2 separate regions of the Triticum aestivum genome follow, and region 2 is linked to region 1. The links are chromatin contacts, called in public Hi-C maps. All regions are on one chromosome and are shown on one strand. The core of a region is the stretch at or near the end of the contact, and the rest is flanking DNA. Distances in the headings are between cores, read along the strand shown. Region 1 holds the start of LOC123041663 (GEM-like protein 4). Region 2 holds the start of LOC123041668 (transcription factor TCP7).

The links. A called contact is a pair of places that touch in the nucleus more often than the background predicts.
Region 2: a contact with region 1 is called in a Hi-C map of leaf, with 7 times the contacts expected there. The contact joins the promoter of LOC123041668 here to the promoter of LOC123041663 in region 1. A contact is called at or near these places in 2 of 5 Hi-C or Micro-C datasets (both in leaf).

What each region holds. Positions count from the first base shown.
Region 1 is chr2B:564,725,587-564,729,191 of IWGSC CS RefSeq v2.1, forward strand. LOC123041663 (GEM-like protein 4) reads left to right here and starts at 1,547. Exons shown (of 3, transcript XM_044464247.1): 1 at 1,547-2,106; 2 at 2,217-2,285; 3 at 2,400-3,142. The coding sequence starts at 1,929. The coding sequence ends at 2,857. LOC123046059 (a long non-coding RNA gene) reads right to left here and starts at 632. Exons shown (of 6, transcript XR_006421924.1): 1 at 1-632.
Region 2 is chr2B:565,257,421-565,261,025 of IWGSC CS RefSeq v2.1, forward strand. LOC123041668 (transcription factor TCP7) reads right to left here and starts at 1,816. Exons shown (of 1, transcript XM_044464251.1): 1 at 636-1,816. The coding sequence starts at 1,696. The coding sequence ends at 1,085. LOC123046064 (probable sphingolipid transporter spinster homolog 2) reads right to left here. Exons shown (of 16, transcript XM_044469354.1): 16 at 3,404-3,605.

The DNA of each region.
Region 1 (3,605 bases), core at 297-2,796:
GGTCGCGGTCGTCGGTGCCGTAGAGGCGGACGTCCCGCTGGGCGGCGGTGGCGGCGGCGGCGGCGGCGAGGGGCCGCGCGGGGGCGTCGGTGCGGAGCAGGCGGGGCGCGAGGAAGGAGGAGAGGCTGGAAGGGGCTTGATCTCGATCTCCATGGGGTTGGGGTTGCGGCTAGGGCTGGAAGGGGCGGGCGGCGGCGTCTAGGGATCGAGAGGAGCGGACGAAAAAACCTCCGAAAAAAAACCTACGAAAAAAAATCAGTGGAGGTGGGACGAAAAAAAACCGAACGAAAGTGGCGGGACGAAAAAAAATTTGGAAGCGAGACTACCAACTGCTCCATTAGGAGTAGAGATTTCGCTGTGCCATTTTCCATCTTTTCCGAAGGACGGAACTGGTCGGCCTGAAACCGATCTCGTCTCGTGATCTCCCTTTCCCTCGCCGCGACATCTCCGCTTCGGCTTCGACACGTAGTCCGCGGCGCAGATACGCTGAGACGGCGGCGAGCCCCACCCGAAAGCCAAGATCTGCCTCCGACGAGTAGAGTAGGTAGCTGCGGGCTCTCCATGTGACAAGACAACGCGGCCGGCCGACGTCGCGCGCGCGCGCGCGCATTCATTCGCGCCCAACAAACCATGAACCAAGCCTCGCAGATTCGGGGACGGTGCAGCGGCCGACCTCGCAACGCCCGTGTGGTTGCCGGTTCAAATCCGGGGGACAGAGACGGTATGGCGCCCATGCCGGCCGCGCTTGCCGGTGCACCGCTACCGGGTGGACACGCACGCACTGCGCCCCGGGCCGACGGTTACATGCGATGTTAGGTGAGGCTGCAGGCATGCTGACTCGGTGCTGCGTGGGGTCTGACTCCGAACAGGACGTGTAGATTTGTGGGTAGGGTAGCACGAGCGGAAACTTCGATGGGTGGGCAAGCTCGGCTTGGAAGAGTACCAACTGCCAAACTGTTGTTAGCGGTGTTCTGGTCGATTTTCAGTGAAATGGCTGTGAGTGAGTCATGTTCGCCCTGGTTCCACGTCGATGAATCGATGGATCATGGTTAGAGGTCCATTGCGGCAGCGATCTCGGGAACAAACTCTTGCCGCCCTTGCGTTGGACCGTCAACATTACAAACCTAGATGATGTGTACACATATATGGTCCACGTGCATGCACATATATGGTCTACATGCATGCATGTTACTGATATTATGATACAGTAGTATACTTTTTTTTTTGCGGGAAGATACAGTAGTATACTGTCTGAGTGCAGTGCACGAGACGAAAGTCATCTACACAGGCATGGCATCGATCCCTACAAGAAAACTTATGCATCCTACTGGTCCTTGCACTGCGCATCGATGGGGTCCGTTGTTGCCCCCGACACGGCGCCACCCGCCTTTACCCGTAATCCGGTGGGAGCGAGAATGTGCAGGCACATGGGGCGCTTCCTGGAAAGCGGCAGAGAACCCACCGCACGTAGCCATCTCGCCATGCCATGCCCCGATCCCATAGAGAAATCTCGAATCGCGCTTTCGAGCAAATGAATATACTGCACCTGGCCCTCCCATGGAAATGGAAAGGGGGCAAGGGCCAAGGGCCGCTAAAGCTCCGTCTCTAGCTAGGTTGGCCAGGCCGAATTAGCCAAGGAATGACGCGGCCAGCTCCACACACGAACGTGGACGACCGCGCGCGCCTTTCTGATCCGCCGGTGACTCGGCCGGCCCGGCTGCTGACTCCGCATGTCCGCTGCCTTTGCCAAAAGGATCCACCACCGCGCGCGGCCGCCTATAAAAGCCCGGCCACCGCAGCGGCACTCTGGTACCAATCCCCGATACCTTACTCGCTAAGTTAAGCCACCACCACCAGCGCAGCGCAACGCACGCCGGACCTAGTTGATCGCTCGTTCTTCGTCGAGCTTCCTGCAGCAGCCAGCCAAGATGAAGTCGAGCAGCGGCGGCCATGTCGTGGGAGTCCCGGTGACCTCCAAGGCGTATGGGATTGAGGAGAAGGCGCCGTCGGCCAGGGACGGCCAGTCGTTCAGGAAGGCCGACGGCGACCACCTTGCTGTCTCCTTGACGAATCCTAGCCCCTACACTTCTTTCGGCTACAAGCACAGTAGGTCCCGATCATTCATGCATGCATGGCCATATTTTGCCATCGAACTTCTGACGCATGCATGCAAGAGCAAAGATGTTGAGGCTTATGCTAGTGTGTTGATTCTGCAGGCAGCAAAGGTCAGGTTGTCCACTGGGTGAGCAAGCTGAGCAGAAGGGCGCAAGGCTTCCGTGAGCATGGTGAGTAGCACGCACTCGATCGTGCATGCATGTTTCTTCTGTAATTCAATGGCTGTTAAATGTTGGTGCGTGAAAGGTGCTTGTGTTCTGACCAACATTGTTCACCGTATGCAGTGACCCTGGGTCCCAAGATATCGGAGACCGTGAAGGGGAAGCTGAGCCTGGGGGCCAAGATCCTGCAGGCCGGCGGGATCGAGCGCGTGTTCCGGAAGGCGTTCACGGCCGAGAAGGGCGAGCGGCTGGTGAAGGCGCTGCAGTGCTACCTCTACACCACCGGCGGCCCCATCGCCGGGATGCTCTTCGTCTCCACCAAGAGGATCGCCTTCCGCAGCGACCGGCCCGTCACCGTCACCTCCCCCAGGGGCGACGTGGCGCGCGTCTCCTACAAGGTGGTCGTCCCGCTCAAGCGGATCGACAAGGTGCGGCCGAGCGAGAACGTCGACCGGCCGGAGGAGAAGTACATCCACGTCGCCACCGTCGACGGCTTCGAGTTCTGGTTCATGGGCTTCGTCAGCTACCAGAGGTCCTGCAAGTACATGCAGCAGGTCATCGGCGGTGCCGAGCTGCAATGACTAGCCGAGCGGAGGAAGACGCGAGGCCCGCCGTTTGTTCCGTCGGCACGATGAGAAGTGGAGTTGCGGGCTGCCGCTGCTGCTGCGCCATCTTTTGCTGTGGAGCAGCAGGAGCAGCCCTGGCTGGAATTGCTCGATCTTATTTCGGATCGGAGCAACTTGGATCCTTCCGCGTACGATTTGGATTGGCTTATGTTTTTCCAAGCGATTGCTTAATTTGTACTAGGATGGACAAAGAAATTAACCGTGCTGCATGTGAATGAATGGGAAGGCAGTTGTTCAAAATTATTGTCCTTATGCATGATCTTAACTCTTAAGCTTCCATATATCGAATTTGCGAAAATATGAGACGAATACAATTGAACCAACTAGTATCAGGCCGCTTCTAGGGGGTGCAAACGAGTCGACTTTAAGCAACCTAGACATACCTAGGCTCAGCACATGTTAACAAGGAGCTAGCTCAACAGAACTCTAGCTGCCCTAACAAAATGAACTCTAGATAGAATTACAATTGCAAAGTTGGCTGATAGTTGGTTAGTAATGATCTTGAGTCGATCTCAGGCCATTTTTAGAAGAAGAAAAATACTAGAAATTATTCTGATTTTCATCCTCTTTCTCCAGATAAAGTACCTATGGTACTCGAGCTATGTGGTCAAAATAGAAAGAGCTGGCCTTACTCAAACTCGGCTAACTATTGAACCGAGCTATAAAGAAGCTCATACTCAACCAATTTTCTTTTGAGTCTGTC
Region 2 (3,605 bases), core at 566-3,065, 530 kb after region 1:
GAGCATAGCATGCCTCTCGAGTCGCAGCAAAAATATGCTCCGCGTCGCAATGCTGGATACACTTGACTGTATTCTCTAACGTGGAGCACTATTATTATATATATATATATATATATATATATATATATATATATATATTGAAATTTACGTGGAGCACTTAATATCTGCGAGCATGGCAACGTAAACCGTTGGGGGTGTAGACAGAGTGCAGAGATCTGCATTCCGTCAGGTGAGGTAGGGTAGGGCAGGGCAGCTCTCTTTCCTGCCCAGCCAGCCAAATGGCCTACAGCTTGGCACCAATAATGGCCGGAGAACACAGCCGGAGCCTTTCATCAGGGCAAAGTGGCAGAGGCCGTTAGCAGAGCGGCAGCTTTTGCCCCAGCAGCAGTATTGCAGGGATAAAAGCGAACCCACGATTAAAGTAAATCTACTAAACATCAGCTAAATCATTCTTCCGCAGCAAAGCGCAGCCCTGCCATGTACGTACGTAATGTGATGGCAGTGCGCCAAATGGGTCATCTCGTTCCATCATTGTTCGACAGTTACCGCAGATGTCAATCACACCAGAGCCTTTGCATCGGCAAAACGATTCCTACAGATAGAGGGACTTCCATTGACGCAAAACAACAATCGAGTGGTACAAGAGTGGCACTGTGTTAGATAGATCAATCGACTCGTCACAGACAGCAGGGAATGGCAGAGCCGTGGCAGTGGCGTAATACACTGTAGTAATAACTAGTGACAAGCACAATCACAAATCCGACGAGATGGGGTGGTAAGATCTCTAGCAGGCTTGTATCTACAGTTGCTACCTTGGAATCTCTGATGCTGCCCAGATTCTCCATTCTTTCTTCCCAGACCAAAAACCACGCAAAAGAAAACACACGGTGCACGCAAAGGAGAAAGGAAGCAAAAGAAAATGATAAAGTACGTAGGGCAAGCCACACCACACAGCAGCAGGCAAGCAAGCAGGAACACCTGGCTAGCTTGGCTCCAAGAATTAGGCAGCAGGGCACTGGCAGGTCAGCGCATGCGATCACGTAGAGAGCGCGCGCGGCTCGGCGCTAGCTGCAGCGGCGGTCGGTCACCGGGACTCCTCCTCTGGCCGCCTGGAGGCGCCGGAGAGCGCGGAGAGCAGGTTCAGGTGGTGGTGGTGCCCCTGCGCCACCGACGACGCGTACGCCTGCGCCTCCAGCGACGGGGAGAGGCCCCAGGGTACGGGCCGGGCCTGCAGCGCCTCCCAGAACGACGGCGCCGCCTCGTGCTCGTGGTCCTCGCGCGGCCGCTTCCCGAGGAGGGAGACGGCGGCGGTGGAGGGCGCGGAGGAGCAGGAGAAGACGGCCGGGGTGGTGCCGGAGCCGGTGGCGGCCAGGATGGACGGCTCGGCCTGCCGGAGCAGCCACTCCACGGTCTGCCCGTCCGACTTGAGCCCCAGCTCGCGGGTGAGCTGGAACACGCGCGCCGCGCACACGATCGGCATGCGCACGCGCCGCCCGCGCCCGTTCACCTTGCTGTGCCGGTCCTTGGCGCCCTTCGCCGCCCCCGCCGTTCTCGGCGCCGGCACTCTCACCACGGCGTCGTCCGCGGCCTCGGCCGACGAGAAGCCGGGCATTGCCATCGTCTGGGGCATGAGCGTCGCCGTCGGCATTGCCATGGGCCGGTAGAGCTGGAAGGTGGCGGCGTCGCGAGATGCCATGGCTGCTGGTGGCTTAGCTTTCGTTCGGGTGGCGCACAGATGTGTGGGGAGGTGATCTGATGGGGATGGATGGATGGATAGGGCCTTGTCCGCTTGGTCCCTGACCCTGTGGGGTGCAAATTTATAAAGGGGCTGGAGTTTCATGTGCGTTTTCTTTGTATATTCTTTTTATGCCCTCTGGCTCTGAAACGTCACAAGCATGTACAACAAAGTCATACACATTTCTGAGTGTGCATGTCAGAAAAAAATGCGCATATGAGTCATACACATTTCTGAGTGTGCATGTCAGAAAAAAATGCACATATGAAGCTACATGTTCGACTCTGCATGAGGAAAATACACTGACTTTGTCGGAAATGCACGTATGAAGTTGTTGGTTTGGTTACACATGTCTCTCTGATGAAAAATAATTTGCAAGGAATTGTGACGAAAATTATGATTCCAGCTTGAACATGAGGTGGCCGGTTTTCCTTTGCGAGTTTGAACATGAGGTTTCAGCTTTTGGGGAGCTCCATATGCAATTATTGGGAAGTACGTAAACAGATGGAGGTATCTGAAGTCTGACCCTGAAAACCTGAATGTAGCGCACTTGGGCACTTGGCTCAAGAAATCTGAAGTGCAGTGCAGTGCAGAGGACAGGAGCACTGCAGCCGTGCAGGGACAGCATGGAGCACTGCAGCAGGAGCGCTGTGCAGCACTGTAGGCATTGGGGGGCAGCCCACATGGGGTCTTCGTCCGGTAGCTCTCGCCTCTACGGACGGCTCTATTATGATATTATCTCACCTCACCTTGCTCAAGCCTGTAACATTGATCTGCATAGAAGAACTCTCGAGGTTTACAATTTTCTTGGTCATGCCGCATTCGCATTGCATTCCATTGGCTTCGAGTAGCCCCTCTGAAACGTCATTTGTCATGCCTAGCTCATGCAAAGCGTCCGTATGCAAAGAAAGGAAAAAAAAAAAGACTTGCATGGATGCTGTTACCCTGGAAATGGCGATGGTCTGATGGAGACCCAGCTACATACACAGCAGGTCATTTTCAGCCGATATTCAGCAAGACTGATAAACAGATTTCTGCGAGTCATTTTCAAACAAAAGGCCAGGTTACGGGTGTGGCAGATGGTGCGACGCAGACGGACGGCGATTATCCATGAAGCGCTGAGAGTGGTAGCGGCGGCCAGCAACAATCCATGTAGTAGTTGGATTGCGGGGCGCTGCTCGCCTACATGTGTGGTGGAGCCGCGGCTGCGCAACCGGATCATCGGGGGGATTGACGGCTCGCCAGACGCGACATGTTGCTGTTGCGCCCAGCCTGGACCACATTGGTTGTTCCGGGTCATGATCGCGCTACAACCCTCTTTCCTCTTCCTTGTGCAGCGTACATCGCCATTCCAGTCGGCAGTTGGGCGCCCGTTCCTTTTATTCCGATGACCTACCAGATGTACGAGCGGCATGGCGAATGATTGGGACCATAAACCCTGGGCGCTCAATCCCATGTGCATTCAGTGTACCTTCTTTGTAGCTGAGGCAATTTATCATGCTTATTACTTCCAATAACCTCGCATATGGAAAGAAAAAACTACTGTAGCTCAGCGAATAGATGGGAGATCCATCCATGTGATCTATTTTGGCGACCACTAGAGAAGTAGAGGCCGGACAAGCAATTTTAGCTTCAGATCCGACTAATTCGGAAGAAACTTTGTTGACATGTGCAAACATTACCCACCCTTTCTAATCAACCAAGTTACACCATTGATACACACTGTTTGCAGTATCTGCAGTCTGTACACAAAAGCCAAGACGACCAAGAGAACAAATGATTTATGTACAGGTACAGCCAACAGACATGCAAATTTACATTTCACATGCTTGCTGGCACGGCCGAAATAATCCAGCTAAGAAAGAAAAAG